Linked DNA regions of Sus scrofa: region 2 is linked to region 1. The links are chromatin contacts, called in public Hi-C maps. All regions are on one chromosome and are shown on one strand. Each heading gives the region's core, a stretch centred on a gene start, on an enhancer-like site or on the middle of the called end of the contact. The rest is flanking DNA. Distances are from core to core; before and after follow the strand shown. Region 1 holds the start of AUNIP (aurora kinase A and ninein-interacting protein). Region 2 holds the start of STMN1 (stathmin 1).

Region 1 (6,531 bases), core at 3,173-5,672:
AAGCTATAGACATATGAAACAGCAGACCCAGGGGTTTGTTAAGGCTGTGGCTGGATATGAAGTGCATTGTGGTTGAATAATAAGTCTGGGAAAGGCAGTAGAAACCTGATCATGTAGAGTAATGGAGGGTCGGTGAGAGACTTTGACCACTCTGAAGGAGCTAAGGGTAGAGGCAGTGGACTGCAAGGTCATTGTCGCCACCAGTGAACACTGATGGCAACATGAACACAGGGGAAAATAACAGGGGCTGCCATGTGGAGCCTGGACTGGAAAGGAGTTGGCTGATATAGTGAGCCTCGTTCATGAATGCATGCCTCCAACAGTTTTTGAGCACCTACTATGTGCCAGGCATCATTCTAGGCACCTGGGGTACATCAGGGAGTAGAACAATCATGAGTCAGCTGAGCTCTCCATTAGGATGACTCCTCTTAAACTCAGTGTAGAGATAATGGAATGGGGAACAGGGTGGGGGGAGAACTGGGCAGCACAGCCGCCCAGCGGCTGCTCTTGGGGCGGGAGGGTCAGCACACCAGCCCCCCTGACTTTGCTTGGGCCTCTCCCCAGCTCCCTGCCCCACCCACAGCCATGGCCACGATGGTGGCCCAGAAGCTCAGCCACCTCCTGCCCAGTTTGCGACAGGTCCATCCGGAGCCTCAGCCGTCTGTGCACCCAGAGCCTGTGTTCACTGTGGACCGAGCTGAGGTGCCGCCCCTCTTCTGGAAGCCATACATCTACGTGGGCTACCGGCCGCTGCATCAGACCTGGCGGTTCTACTTCCGCACACTGTTCCAGCAGCACAACGAGGCGGTGAACGTCTGGACCCACCTGCTGGCTGCCCTGGTGCTGCTGCTGCGGCTGGCCATCTTTGTGGGGACCGTGGACTTCTGGGGAGACCCACATGCCCTGCCCCTCTTCATCATTGTCCTGGCCTCCTTCACCTACCTCTCCCTCAGTGCCTTGGCTCACCTCCTGCAGGCCAAGTCTGAGTTCTGGCATTACAGCTTCTTCTTCCTGGACTATGTGGGTGTGGCCGTGTACCAGTTTGGCAGTGCCCTGGCGCACTTCTACTATGCCATCGAGCCCGCCTGGCATGCCCAGGTGCAGACCATTTTCCTGCCCATGGCTGCCTTTCTCGCCTGGCTGTCCTGCACTGGCTCCTGCTACAACAAGTACATCCAGAAACCCGGCCTGCTGGGCCGCACTTGCCAGGAGGTGCCCTCAGCGCTGGCCTACGCGCTGGACATCAGCCCCGTGGCGCACCGCATCCTCGCGTCCCCGGAACCTGCCACAGACGACCCGGCTCTTCTCTACCACAAATGCCAGGTGGTCTTCTTTCTACTGGCTGCTGCTTTCTTCTCTGCCTTCATGCCTGAGCGCTGGTTCCCTGGCAGCTGTCACATCTTTGGGCAGGGCCACCAGCTCTTCCATGTTTTCTTGGTGCTGTGCACGCTGGCTCAGCTGGAGGCTGTGGCGCTAGACTATGAGGCCCGGCGGCCCATCTATGAGCCTCTGCATACCCGCTGGCCCCACAACTTCTCCGGCCTCTTCTTGCTCACCGTAGGCAGCAGCATCCTTACCGCGTTCCTCCTGAGCCAGCTGGTACGACGCAAACTCGATCTCGATCGGAAGACCCAGTGAACGGTGGGGTGGCAGCTAGGAGGGAGGGAGGTGTAATGGGGGCCCAAGGGTCCGGGCTTGGCTCCAGATGGGAACAAGCCCTGGTAAAGTTGTTTGTGTCTGGCTCGCAATGACTTTCTGTGTATGCCCCAGCTGCCAAGGGTGGCACTGGCCAGTCTTTGAATTTGCGGATTGGCTGGAGATGTTGGGGTCCAGTCCTGGGCCTGTCCCAGCTCCCTGCCCTGCGAGAGGGAAAGAAGGATTTGGGACACCCAGGTTTGCCTCCCTGCATTGTCTTTTACTTAGAAGTGAGGATGGGGGATCAGCTGGGGCCAAGACCCTGGTCCAGGGCTTCCAGACAATCCGGGAGTGGGTGAAGTTGGGATTTAGGTCAGAGTCAGATGTGAGCTGAGAGATGGGAAGCGTCAGCAATACCCCCTCTATTCAGATTTCTCTGGTGGATAGGGAAAGGGCAGGCCCAGAATGTGTGCAGAACCTTGAACCCCAGCCCGGAATTTTAGTGTTCCAGAGCGTCCCCAAAAGTAGAAGATAATGCCAGGTAGAAATGGATCCCATCCAGTGTCCCATACTTTTTTAGTCCCTGTCCCAGACAGCGAGCCCCAACCCTCCTAGCTCAAACCTCTGTGTCCTACACATCCTGTTCCCAGCAACTTTCCCAGTTCCCTTACTCACGATTCAGTGTTTATCCATTCATTGTTTCTTGGGCCTTTTCTCAGAGCCAGGCCACTGACTGGGCCCTGTGGATCAATACAGGATGGTGAAGGCTTTAAGATCGGAATGAACTGTAAGGGGAAGCACTGAGGAGGGAATAAGTAGTACTGCCTGGGACCCTCAGGGTCTTGGGTTGGGAAGGGTGACTAGGAGTTTGCAGATGGAAAAGGAGAAGGGTATTCCAGGAAGAGGGAAAAACCTGTCCGAAGACTAAGAGGTGTGGAAGGGAGAGTTCACTGGGGTTGGAGTGAGGGGTAGTTTGGGCCTTGACATGTCCTGGGTGCAATAAAGTGACTGTGGTAACAGATGCCTCTTTGTTTTTTGTGTCCTATCCTAGAGAGGGGACCCTGGTGCCCCTTTAGGCCTGCTCAGGGTGTTGGAGGAGGTTTTCAGGGGGAAGCTGAGGGTGGGCACAGGGAGGAGGGGGTAGTTCCTGCTTTATCTTTGCCTGGGGTTGGGGTTGGCACCTTATTCACTATGTATGTGAACTTTTTTTTTGGTGGGATAGGTAGAGGCAGTTTTATCACTAAATAAGTTTTAGAAATTAAAAGAATGTGGGAATTCCCATTGTGGCTCAGGGATAATGAACCCGACTAGTATCTATGAGGATGCAGGTTTGATCCCTGGCTTTGCTCAGTGGGTTAAGTATCCGGCATGTAGGTTGCAGATGCAGCTTGGATCGCAAGTTGCTGTGGCTCTGGCATAGACCGGCAGCTGTAGCTCTGATTCGACCCCTAGCCTGGGAACTTCCATATGCTGCATGTGTGCCCCCCCCAAATTAAAAGAATGTGGGAGTTCCCGTCGTGGCGCAGTGGTTAACGAATCCGACTAGGAACCATGAGGTTGCGGGTTCGATCCCTGCCCTTGCTCAGTGGGTTAATGATCCAGCATTGCCGTGAGCTGTGGTGTAGGTTGCAGACGCGGCTCGGATCCTGCGTTGCTGTGGCTCTGGCGTAGGCCGGTGGCTACAGCTCCGATTCAACCCCCAGCCTGGGAATCTCCATATGCCGCGGGAGCGGCCCAAGAAACAGCAACAACAACAACAACAAAAGACAAAAAAGACAAAAAGACAAAAAAATAAAAAATAAAAAATAAAAGAATGTGTTTAAATATATACTTTGACAAAGATTTCAATTTTGGACTTTCAATCAAGGATCTTTATGTTAACTTTTTATAATGTTGTTATATGTTAATGTTTACACTATTGCCATTTCCACAGTACACAAGCAATATAGATCAATATATGTACAGTGAGGGAAATTAGGAAGTACAGGTAAGCAAAGCAAAAAAAAAAAAAAAAAATCCTGGATGAAAAAAAAGTAACACTCCATTGCTAAAATAACCTGTTATATATATTACATCTATAGAGATTGTGGTTACAGATAAAAGAAGGATGGATGGGTTACCAGCGTTTTTTGCATTTCTGAAGAGCTTTCAGAATATACAAAATACTTTCACAAAACTTAATCTTTAAAATCCAACGCCATAGAGTAAGTGGTGAAAGCAGGACTGAAAGCTAGTTCCTGACTCCAAATTTTTAGTTTTCATTCTCCTTAACGTTTTCTAAATCCTCTCCCATGTGGTTTCATAGTTAAACTTTTTTTTTGTTTTGAATTACAAAAGTAATCCATTTAGGGTAGTCTTGAGGACCCCAGCTTTGGAGTTGGAGGACCAGAGCTTCAGCTCCTCCTCTTCCTTTTGAGATGTTCTTGAAGATTCACCTGTGAGACATGGCAAACTCTGAGCCCTGATGGTTATAAGAAAGTGCAACTAACTCAGCAAAAAGAAAACGCGCATTCCTTGTGCAACGTCGGGAACACGTTCATATAGCACAGTTTCAGAATACAATTCTTTTTTTTTTTTTGGTGCTTCTTAGGGCCGGACCGAAGGCATATGGTGGTTCCCAGTCTAGGGATCAAATCGGAGCTATGGCCCCGGCCACAGCCACAGCCACCCTGGATGCGAGCCGCATCTGCGACCTACACCACAGCTCACACCACAGCTCACAGCAACGCCGGATCTTTAACCCACTGAGTGACGCCAGAGATCGGACTGCGTCCTCACGGATGCTCGTCACATTCGTTTCCGCTGAGCCAGGAAGGGAACTCCCGGAGTACAACTCTTGAATGAGAAATCCGTAAAGAACGCGCCTTGGTAACTGGAAAGGCTCACGACGAATCAGATCTGTTGAGGTGGTAGTGAAGGTATCCATCCCATTGGGCTTAGGAGAGGGGCGGAGCCTGAGCTGGGGCGGAGCTGACGCTGGGGGCGGTGCCTGCGCCGGGCGGACGCGCCGTTGCTCCACCCCCAGCGTTGGCGCGAGATCTAAACTTCGGCGGGGTCTGTTATGGTGGTTCCCTAAGGCGGCCTGAGACTCAGCGGTGAGTTGCTTCGGCTTGTTCTCTTCACCGGCCATGAGGCGGAGAGGCCCGGAGGAGGAGGAGGAGGCCTGCGGCGTGTGGCTGGACGCGGCGGCGCTGAAGAGGCGGAAAGCGCAGGTGGGGTGTCGGGGCCAGAGGGGTTGGTGGGGAGGGTTTGGGGCCCCGAAGGCATGAGAAGGGAGGAGTTTGGGGGGGACAAGAAGGTGATGGGGGTAAAGTCGGGGGCCGAGTCGGAACAACTTTGGAAGTTTAGGGGAGAGAGGGATTGGAGTCTGAAGAAGGTTGAAAAGCAGGGTTTGGGAGGAGTGAAGAGAAAATGGGGGCGGAAGGCAGGCAGGCCGTGGAGGGATGTGGAGACCCTGGGGCAGCGAAGTTTCGAGGTGAGGGGAGAAGGTGGAGGGAAAATTTGCCCGGAAGAGCGTAATGGAGCAGACTCCTTAGGAGCTCACAGCCCCTACGGGACGGTAGCTGAGGATGAAGTGTGGAGGGCTGGCTGCTTATGCAAACTTGGCTAGTTCTTGCCCTGTGGGTCCCTCCTTGCCAGGTTGCCGGCCATTTACCTGCCCAGAACTTGTAAACTGTAGGGGGTAAAAAATAGATGAGACTGGAAGGGGAGCTGGCCTGATATTTATTGAGCATCCTCTGGGTGCCAAAAATACTGTGTTAAGTATTTAATGTGTATTATATGTAGCATCTCCCTTAGCGGAATAAGGAAACGCAGGTGAGGTAATTAACCCAGGTTCACCCAACTAGGAGAATTGAAAATTACACCCAGGTTTGGCACATATGCAAGAGTCTCTGTTAGTTATTACAGAAAAGCAAAAGGATGCTATAATAGTTCATGTTTATTGAGCATTTTAAGCTGGAGATTGTGCTATTTCAGATGAATTACCTTGTTTGGTACTCATCTACACAGTAGTGATATAATGATATTCATTTTACACTTGAAAAATAGCTTCAAAACAGACCCTAAGGGCAGGATTCTTCCTCAAGTTTATTACAGTCTTGTGGGGGAAGAAAACAGATGTATACATAATAGCAATATGTAATTTATTGAGTGCTTACTATGTGTCAGGCACTTTGCTGGTATATCACATGCCTTATAAGTGGCAGATACTCAAAAAGTTTGGTGAGACAATCTCCAGGTGGTGGTGGTGGTGGAGGTGGTGGAGGGGGAGCCTGTTTTTCCCCAGAGCGGCCATAAGCAAGCAGAACCAGGTGATCTACATGGGGCTAGTCAAGTCGGCTTTCCTGGCCTGTTTCAAGGAATGGGTTGGCTGCAGGGAAGGGACCCCTGAAGAAACCAAGGAATCCTGCCTCAGCTCCCAGATGAAGATGGTGATCACAGTGACAAAGAAAATAACACTTCTAAGTGGTGGTTTTGAAAAAGCGAGCCCTGTCAGCTGAAGAAGTCAGGAAGATTAAAGCAGAAATTAAGGCTGCCAGAGCAGATGAAGAACCAGCTTCAGCTGATGGAAGAATGTTGTATTGAAAACCAGTGAAGTGTTGCTCAGATGAAAAGTATTTGGGTTTAACAGCAAGCTCAAAAAAAGACGATGAAATAAATAAGACTTAGTTAAAAAGAACTCATAAAAGCAAATCAGAAACAGTAGTCTTCTGGACTTCCTGTCGTGGCTTAGTGTTAATGAACCTGACTAGTGTCCGTGAAGATGCAGGTTTGATCCCTGGCCTTGCTCAGTGGGTTAAGGATCTAGCATTGCCATGAGCTGTGGTGTAGGTAGCAGACGTAGCCTCGGATCCAGTGTTGCTGTGGTGTAGGCCGGCAGTTGCAGCTCAATCC
Region 2 (6,901 bases), core at 337-2,836, 44 kb before region 1:
GCCCCCTGCTGGAGGGCGGCGGGCGGGGCCGTGAGCCCCGGAGGGTCTGGCGGGCGGGGGTCGTAGCGCTTTGTGTGTGGCTCGGGCGGAGCCTCGGCTTTGTCCCCGCTCCCTGGGGGCGCGGCTGTCGTGGGGAAGGGGCGCGGCCAGCTGAACGAGCCCCTAGCGTTAGCCCCAGGGTACCATCTAGAAGACAATAGGGGGCGTAGGCTCTCGCCTTGCAGGTGCAGCCCCGCTGGGGTCCCCATTGTCTGAAGGGGGCGGGGCGGCGCCCCCAGGGAGCAGCGGCCTTAGGGCCAGACTCTGGGCGACCAGGGCCGCGCCCTCGCCGACTGACTGTGGGGCTGTTCCAAGAGGGTGACACCCCACGAGAGCTCTCCATTCTCGCGGCGGGGGGCGCAGACAGCTTGGGTGGCGGCAGGTTGGTTGGAAGCAAAGGAAAGAGGCGGCGAGCCGACGGCAGGACTACCCCACTGCCTTTTCCCGGGGACTGCTCCACCCGCCGAGCTGCACCCGGGATGGGGGCCACCTCAAGGTGTTTTTGGCGGGAGTAGGGAAGGGGGGCGTCTGCGCAGGGCGAGCCCGGGAAGGGCGGAGTTACCCGGATAGGACCGTTAGCCCCGCCCATCCCTCCCCTTCCCACGCGCGCGGGCTCGGGTGTTGTGAGTTCGGGGAGATTCGAAAAGGCGCGGGGAGGAAGGGGGCGGGGCCAGGGGCTGGTGTGCAGGGTGTGCTTTGATTGGCCGGGGGCGGCTGGCCGCTTTTCCTCTCCTGGACCAGGGCCACGCCCATCCTGGGGTTGATGTTGAGTCTAATGCTCCGCCGGGGTTAGATCGTTTCGCTGCTTCGGATTTTAAATTCCAGCTGCTGAGAACCTGTATTCCTACGTTTTTGGTACTAGCTTGGGGTTTACAAGATTCATGACCTAAAAAAAAATGAAGGGATGTAGAATTTTTCATGAGAAAATTCTACACAAACCATCAAATATTGTAATCTAAAACCTTGAGGTTCATAAAATTAGTGTTACCCGCTGTAGGACGAGGAGCTTAAACCGCAGGAACAATAGGCGTTCGACATTATTGGTTAATATTAGCTTGGGCGTTTTGTTTTACACCATGGCAGACACAGACAAAGCAGGGGTGGGTGTTCCATTTGCACAATGAGTTGTAGGCAGTGTTAAGATGGCTCCGGTCTCACTGTTGAGTTGAATCTGGAATATCTTCTCGCCAGGGAGGAAAGTTTAGAGTTTATTAGGGGAAGAAAAATCTTGTGATTTAAACCTTGTCTAGTTTTAAGAATCGAAGTGTGTTTTGTACAGGCAAGCTCAGTTAACTTGATCTTCTGCAACCAGCATTCTATTCAATTCAGGTTTCCCAGTGTTTGAGTATTTTATAGATAAAATTTTCTGGCTAATGATGTCTTATTTAATTTCACAGTAGTAATTTTTCTGGCCTTAATTTGTATGGATATGATTTGAAGTCCCTTTGAATTCATGACATAGAAATGCAAAAAATTTGATTGCGTGCTTTTGAAAATCATTTTCAGGGTTTTCCTTGCCAGTGGATTGTGTAGAATACACTGCCAGTCTCTTGTCTTCTATTCACCATGGCTTCTTCTGGTAGGTAATCTATTTGAAAAAGCTGAATTTGCCACGGGCTTCTAATTTGAGAATAGGAGATGGCTCAGGTCTTATGCCTTTAATTTGGCACTAGTGTTGTGGTCTTACTAAGAAATCTGTTTTATAAAGAAGAAAAAATTATTGTCACTTGAATGTACTGACAGCTCATAATTAATTGTTTCATTATTAGATGATTTGACTTGGCCTAAAGCATAATGTGGAGTTCTGCACAACTTTTTTTTGTTTGAGAAAATGATTGTCAAATACTGATGTCTCAGAATGGTGTTTATTAGCCCAAAAATGTTGAGCTTTGTTTTTCTGGGAGGTGTTTAGATAATTTCTTCCAATAAACACAGCTGCTTCATCAGCCCTAATTCTGTTCAGTAAATTGATTTGGTTTTTAGAAAATAGAACAGCCTATTAGAACAGGAAAACTATTTTTCTGAGTGTGTTATAAATATGATATAAAAATCATAAAATCCAGATATCCAGGTGAAGGAGCTGGAGAAGCGTGCCTCAGGCCAGGCTTTTGAGCTGATTCTCAGCCCTCGATCAAAAGAATCCGTCCCAGAATTCCCCCTTTCCCCTCCAAAGAAGAAGGATCTTTCCCTGGAGGAAATTCAGAAGAAATTAGAAGCTGCAGAAGAAAGACGCAAGGTAAACATCAGTTCACAGAAAGCAGGGTATTTTTTTAATGTAATGTGGCAAATCTGTTTTATTTCCATAACAAGAGGAAAACAGAATTGTGGCTAGATATGCCAGTGGGAGGAATAAATACCAGTTATCATTTACTGGGCTCCTGTTACACGTACCCTCTCCTGTACTCTCATTGTCCTCCTTTTCTGCAGTGACGCTGGAGAGTAGGTGTGCTCTGAAAGACCAGATTAGAAAATGGTCTTGGGAATGTAAGTCATTTTCCCAAGTCATATAGCTAGTGAGTGTCGGAGCCAGAATTCACACCCAGGTCTGTCTGAAACCAAAGTTCATGCTTCTCATGCTTTCTCTTTGAAAAATAGATTTGTTGGTGGAAGATTCTTTTTTTCTTTTTGTCTCTATGTTTTGGGGTTTTGATATGTTTTTTGGGTTCGTGTGTGTGTGTGGTTTTTTATTTTGTTTTGTCTTTTGAGACCTGGACAATAAAAACATTTTAAATTGCTAGTAATGTGATTGTGTTGCTCAGCTGGCTCACTGATATCGTGACAGCTCTTTTCCTTTTTTTTTTTTTTTTAGGGCCGAACTCGTGGCATATGGAATTTCCCACGCTAGGGGTTGAATTGGAGCTACAGCTGCCAGCCTACGCCACAGCCACAGCAATGTGGGATCTGAGCCGTGTCTGCGACCTATACCACAGCTCACAGCCGGATCCTTAACTCCCTGAGCGAGGCCAGGCATTGAACCCGCATCCTCATGGATGCTAGTCGGGTTCGTTACCCGCTAAGCACAATGGGAACTGCTAGCTCTTCTCTTTTCTAAGCACCTCTGTTATAAAGTAGCCATCTAAACACTGATCGGAAAAGTCAGCAAACGTTAATGTGCTTGTTATAGAAAAATTGAGAACCACAGAAGTTTATAAATAGGAAATTAAAAGTATTCATTATCCTCCTTCACAGAAATAACTGTTGTTAACCTTTTGGTGTATTTCCCTCTATTTAGTGTTATTCTATTCATTAAGAACTTTACATAAATTTTCATTTAGTCCCCCCTTCCAATAACCCTGATTGAAGTAAGTGGTTTAATTTTTAAATTAGTGGGATGAAGGAGTAGTAACCTGCCTGCTACCAACACAGCTAGTGCTTTGAAGTCTGGTACATTTAAACCACACACACACATTTGGGTCCCTTTTTAAGCTGCTGTAGCACGTACTGTGCATCTTTCAGTGCCACATGTTTTATGTATGTGCGCTGACCCACTGTCAGCACTGAATTACTTCCCCAGGAAGAGGCTGTTTGGAGTGGTGCTTCATCTCCTACCTGCTCTGCTGTTTAGTGTGAGTTGGTGGAGTTTGATGATGAAATTCACATAGTTTGAGTTCATGGAAGAGATGCAGCCGAAGGCTGGACAGATACTTTTTAAGGAATTAACCCTGACCCTGTAGTCATTAGCCTGTGCTTTACATAGTAACTGGCTAAATATAGTGAAACTCTTATCACGACTGGGGTTTTGCAGAAAAGAATTAACAGAACCAGTGGCAGATGCTCCAAGGTTTTCCGGCAAGTTGATGCATCCAAACACATAGGAATCTGTTTGGTAACAAGCGATTCTGAGTGTTTTGAAGGAGGTGCCGTGGTAACAGAACTCCAGTGGTCTGGAAGTTAACGCAGCTTCCACAGAGAACAGTTAACAAGCTTTTCCTTGAAATAAAACTTCTGGTTTAAATAGTAATCTGGAGGCTTAGTCTGAAATTTCTGTCATTTCCATGTATTTTCTTTTTATTGGTATGGTTATATTTTTTATAATGAACTCATATTCTTTAGGGTAGCCTTTGAAGTTAAAAAACCAGACTTTCTTACAGTAAAATGCCATTCCTAAATGCGTATCACTCTGGTTATCTTGATACCATTACGCAGTAAATCTTTCAAAGATTTCCTTAAGGAGTAATTGGGCAAGACTCTGAAGAAACATGGGCAGCTGGAGTTAAATACAAATACTAGAAAAAGAATGTAATTTTCACAGTATTTTGCTAATTTCTTTTGTGATTGTAACTGATACTAAAGAAGGTTTCAGAGACTCTAGCCTATTAAACTTTTTTCCAGTCCCATGAAGCTGAGGTCTTGAAGCAGCTTGCTGAGAAACGGGAGCACGAGAAGGAGGTGCTTCAGAAAGCAATCGAGGAGAACAACAATTTCAGTAAAATGGCGGAGGAGAAGCTGACCCACAAAATGGAAGCCAACAAAGAGAACCGAGAGGCGCAGATGGCCGCCAAGCTGGAACGTTTGCGGGAGAAGGTTGGTGTCTCTTCGTGGCTTTGAGGGGGTTAAGCGCTTGGAGTTCAATGCACCGCTGAAGTGGCTTGAACTCTTGACCTTGATCACACGCTTGGTGTCTTTGTCATCGATTTGGGGGCCTAACATGTTAAATCAGAGGCATCTTATTTTAAATTAAGGTGGAATATTCGGTAATTTCCAACACAACTGAACATTCTTTGAAAGAACAATAGCAAGCTCAGTCATTAAGTCCCATGAGTGACCCAGGAAGTTCAAAGATGATGTCTTAGAACTCTAATTATGTGATTCCCATGGTGTATAATTATATAATACTAGCATATTATTATGTGTATTGTATAACATATTTACTGATGCCGAGTTGAGCCTGTTGCGGGTGGGACTTGGCAGGCTTTTTTACTTGACTGATGATACATACTGTTTCTTTACAGGACAAGCACATTGAAGAAGTGCGGAAGAACAAAGAATCCAAAGACCCTGCTGATGAGACTGAAGCTGACTAATTTGTTCTGAGAACTGACTTTCTCCCCCTCCCCTTCCTAAATATCCAAAGACTGTACTGGCCAGTGTCATTTTACTTTTGCCCTCCTGACAAATATTCTAGAAGCTGAGTAGGACTGTATAGGTAGATCCAGACTGTATGATGTTGTTTTAGGGGCTAAAGGGGAGAAACTGAAAGTGTTTTACTCTTTTTCTAAAGTGTTGAAGTCTTTCTAATGTAGCTATTTTTCTTGTTGCATCTTTTCTACTTCAGTACACTTGGTGTACTGGGTTAATGGCTAGTACTGTATTGGCTCTGTGAAAACATGTTTGTGAAAAGAGTATGTAGTGGCTTCTTTCAAATTGTTAGATGCTGAATATCTGTTCACTTTTAAATCCCAATTCTGTCCCAATCTTACCAGATGCTACTGTACTTGAATGGTTAATAAAACTGCACAGTGCTGTTGGTGGCAGTGACTTCTTTCTCTCTGAGTAATAACCTGTCAAGTGAAAAAGACCCTCCTAGTTTATATTTATTCCAGATGGGGCCTTTAGGCTGGTGGAAATACCCAGCACACACATCACTGCGAGTTCTCTGCGTTCTCTGCCCTGGAGTTTCTCGCTCCAGAGTTGTTTGCATTGTCTTCTGCCACAATCGTCACTTTGTTGTGATGCCTCGGCCCAGATCAGCTGTTAGGATAGTCTTTGAGATGTTTATTTGCACACAAGCATTTTTTGTTTTAGTGTCCCCATTAAAAAGACAGGCTAAATGTGCAAGTGTTTATAGAGAACAGTTTAGAGAAAACTTAAGATCCTAGTTAGGGATAATTGATGGTTTATTTGCTTCATGTTCCAGCTGGGGGTTGGGGGCATCCTAATTCTTTCTTGCCTTAGGAGCCATGACTTGAGAATCAAAAGATTAATAGAACTTTCTGTGCCACTGTAGCAACTCCTATGAACTGAGAAAGGGAACCTTATGTTCTAGAACAGCAGTGACTTGAGTGGTTAAGTTTGGCTGTTGCTGCTTCTCGTATCCAGAGGCTACAGTAGTCACAGTTGTCACAGGATTGCCTCTCAATTCTGGGAAAGCTCTTGGAGGCTTTCCTAGGCTATTTGGGAAATAGCCTTAATTGCGTATGATTGTTTGCTTCTCAGCTATCTGTGGAAAGATCTTAGAAGCCACACACCTACAGTGAGTTTGCAGGATGACGGCTGACACTGCACTGTTGTCATCTTCAGTGCTGCCATGCTCATGCCGCAGTAGCTCTTGATTTGGGTTTTACAAAAATTATAAGGATAATAATAGCCTATCAACTTCCTCCTATGTTGCTAGGATTAAAGGAATGTGTGTATATATAAAGAGCACACTGGAACTGTCTTTAGTGTATATTTAGCTGTATATGATGTCAGTTATTTTCAACCAGAGGCTAGTGAGTGAGCTAAGTTTATACTCGAGTTGGAAATGACTGCAGCTTCTGTGAGCCTTGAATTGACTTAAAAATTTACAAGGTGATTAGTTAATTGTAGGGGTTCTGAAAAAATGCTGAATTTAAAGAGTTGTGGCCACGCAGGGCAAACAGGAACAAGATCAAGTGTAGTTGAGTGTCATGATGGCAGTATCTAAACAAAGAGGCCAAGGTGAGTCCTGTGTGCAGCTGCTCAGCACTGTTCCCGCTCAGCCCATGGTGTTTAGTAGGTGTCAGAGGTCTATGTGAGTGAGATGCTGCCTATGGGAACCTTTAAAGCCAGGCTATAAAGATGACTGAAGATAGAAATTTGGAGTAATGATACCAGGTGTCTTACAGATGGCAGTGAGTGTGTTCATTTGGGACAAGTAGGGGAGGGAACAGCTCAACAAAAA

What was found. A called contact is a pair of places that touch in the nucleus more often than the background predicts.
Region 2: a contact with region 1 is called in a Hi-C map of skeletal muscle, with 8 times the contacts expected there. The contact joins the promoter of STMN1 here to the promoter of AUNIP in region 1. A contact is called at or near these places in 3 of 47 Hi-C or Micro-C datasets (heart right ventricle, liver and skeletal muscle).

What each region holds. Positions count from the first base shown.
Region 1 is chr6:83,314,533-83,321,063 of Sscrofa11.1, reverse strand. It overlaps AUNIP (aurora kinase A and ninein-interacting protein), which reads left to right and starts at 4,422. Exons shown (of 3, transcript XM_013999063.2): 1 at 4,422-4,847. The coding sequence starts at 4,764. It overlaps PAQR7 (progestin and adipoQ receptor family member VII), which reads left to right. Exons shown (of 3, transcript NM_213739.1): 3 at 565-2,652. The coding sequence starts at 586. The coding sequence ends at 1,638. It also overlaps the pseudogene LOC110261117.
Region 2 is chr6:83,355,020-83,361,920 of Sscrofa11.1, reverse strand. STMN1 (stathmin 1) reads left to right here and starts at 1,586. Exons shown (of 4, transcript NM_001009582.1): 1 at 1,586-1,618; 2 at 2,103-2,275; 3 at 4,372-4,563; 4 at 4,992-5,461. The coding sequence starts at 1,606. The coding sequence ends at 5,063.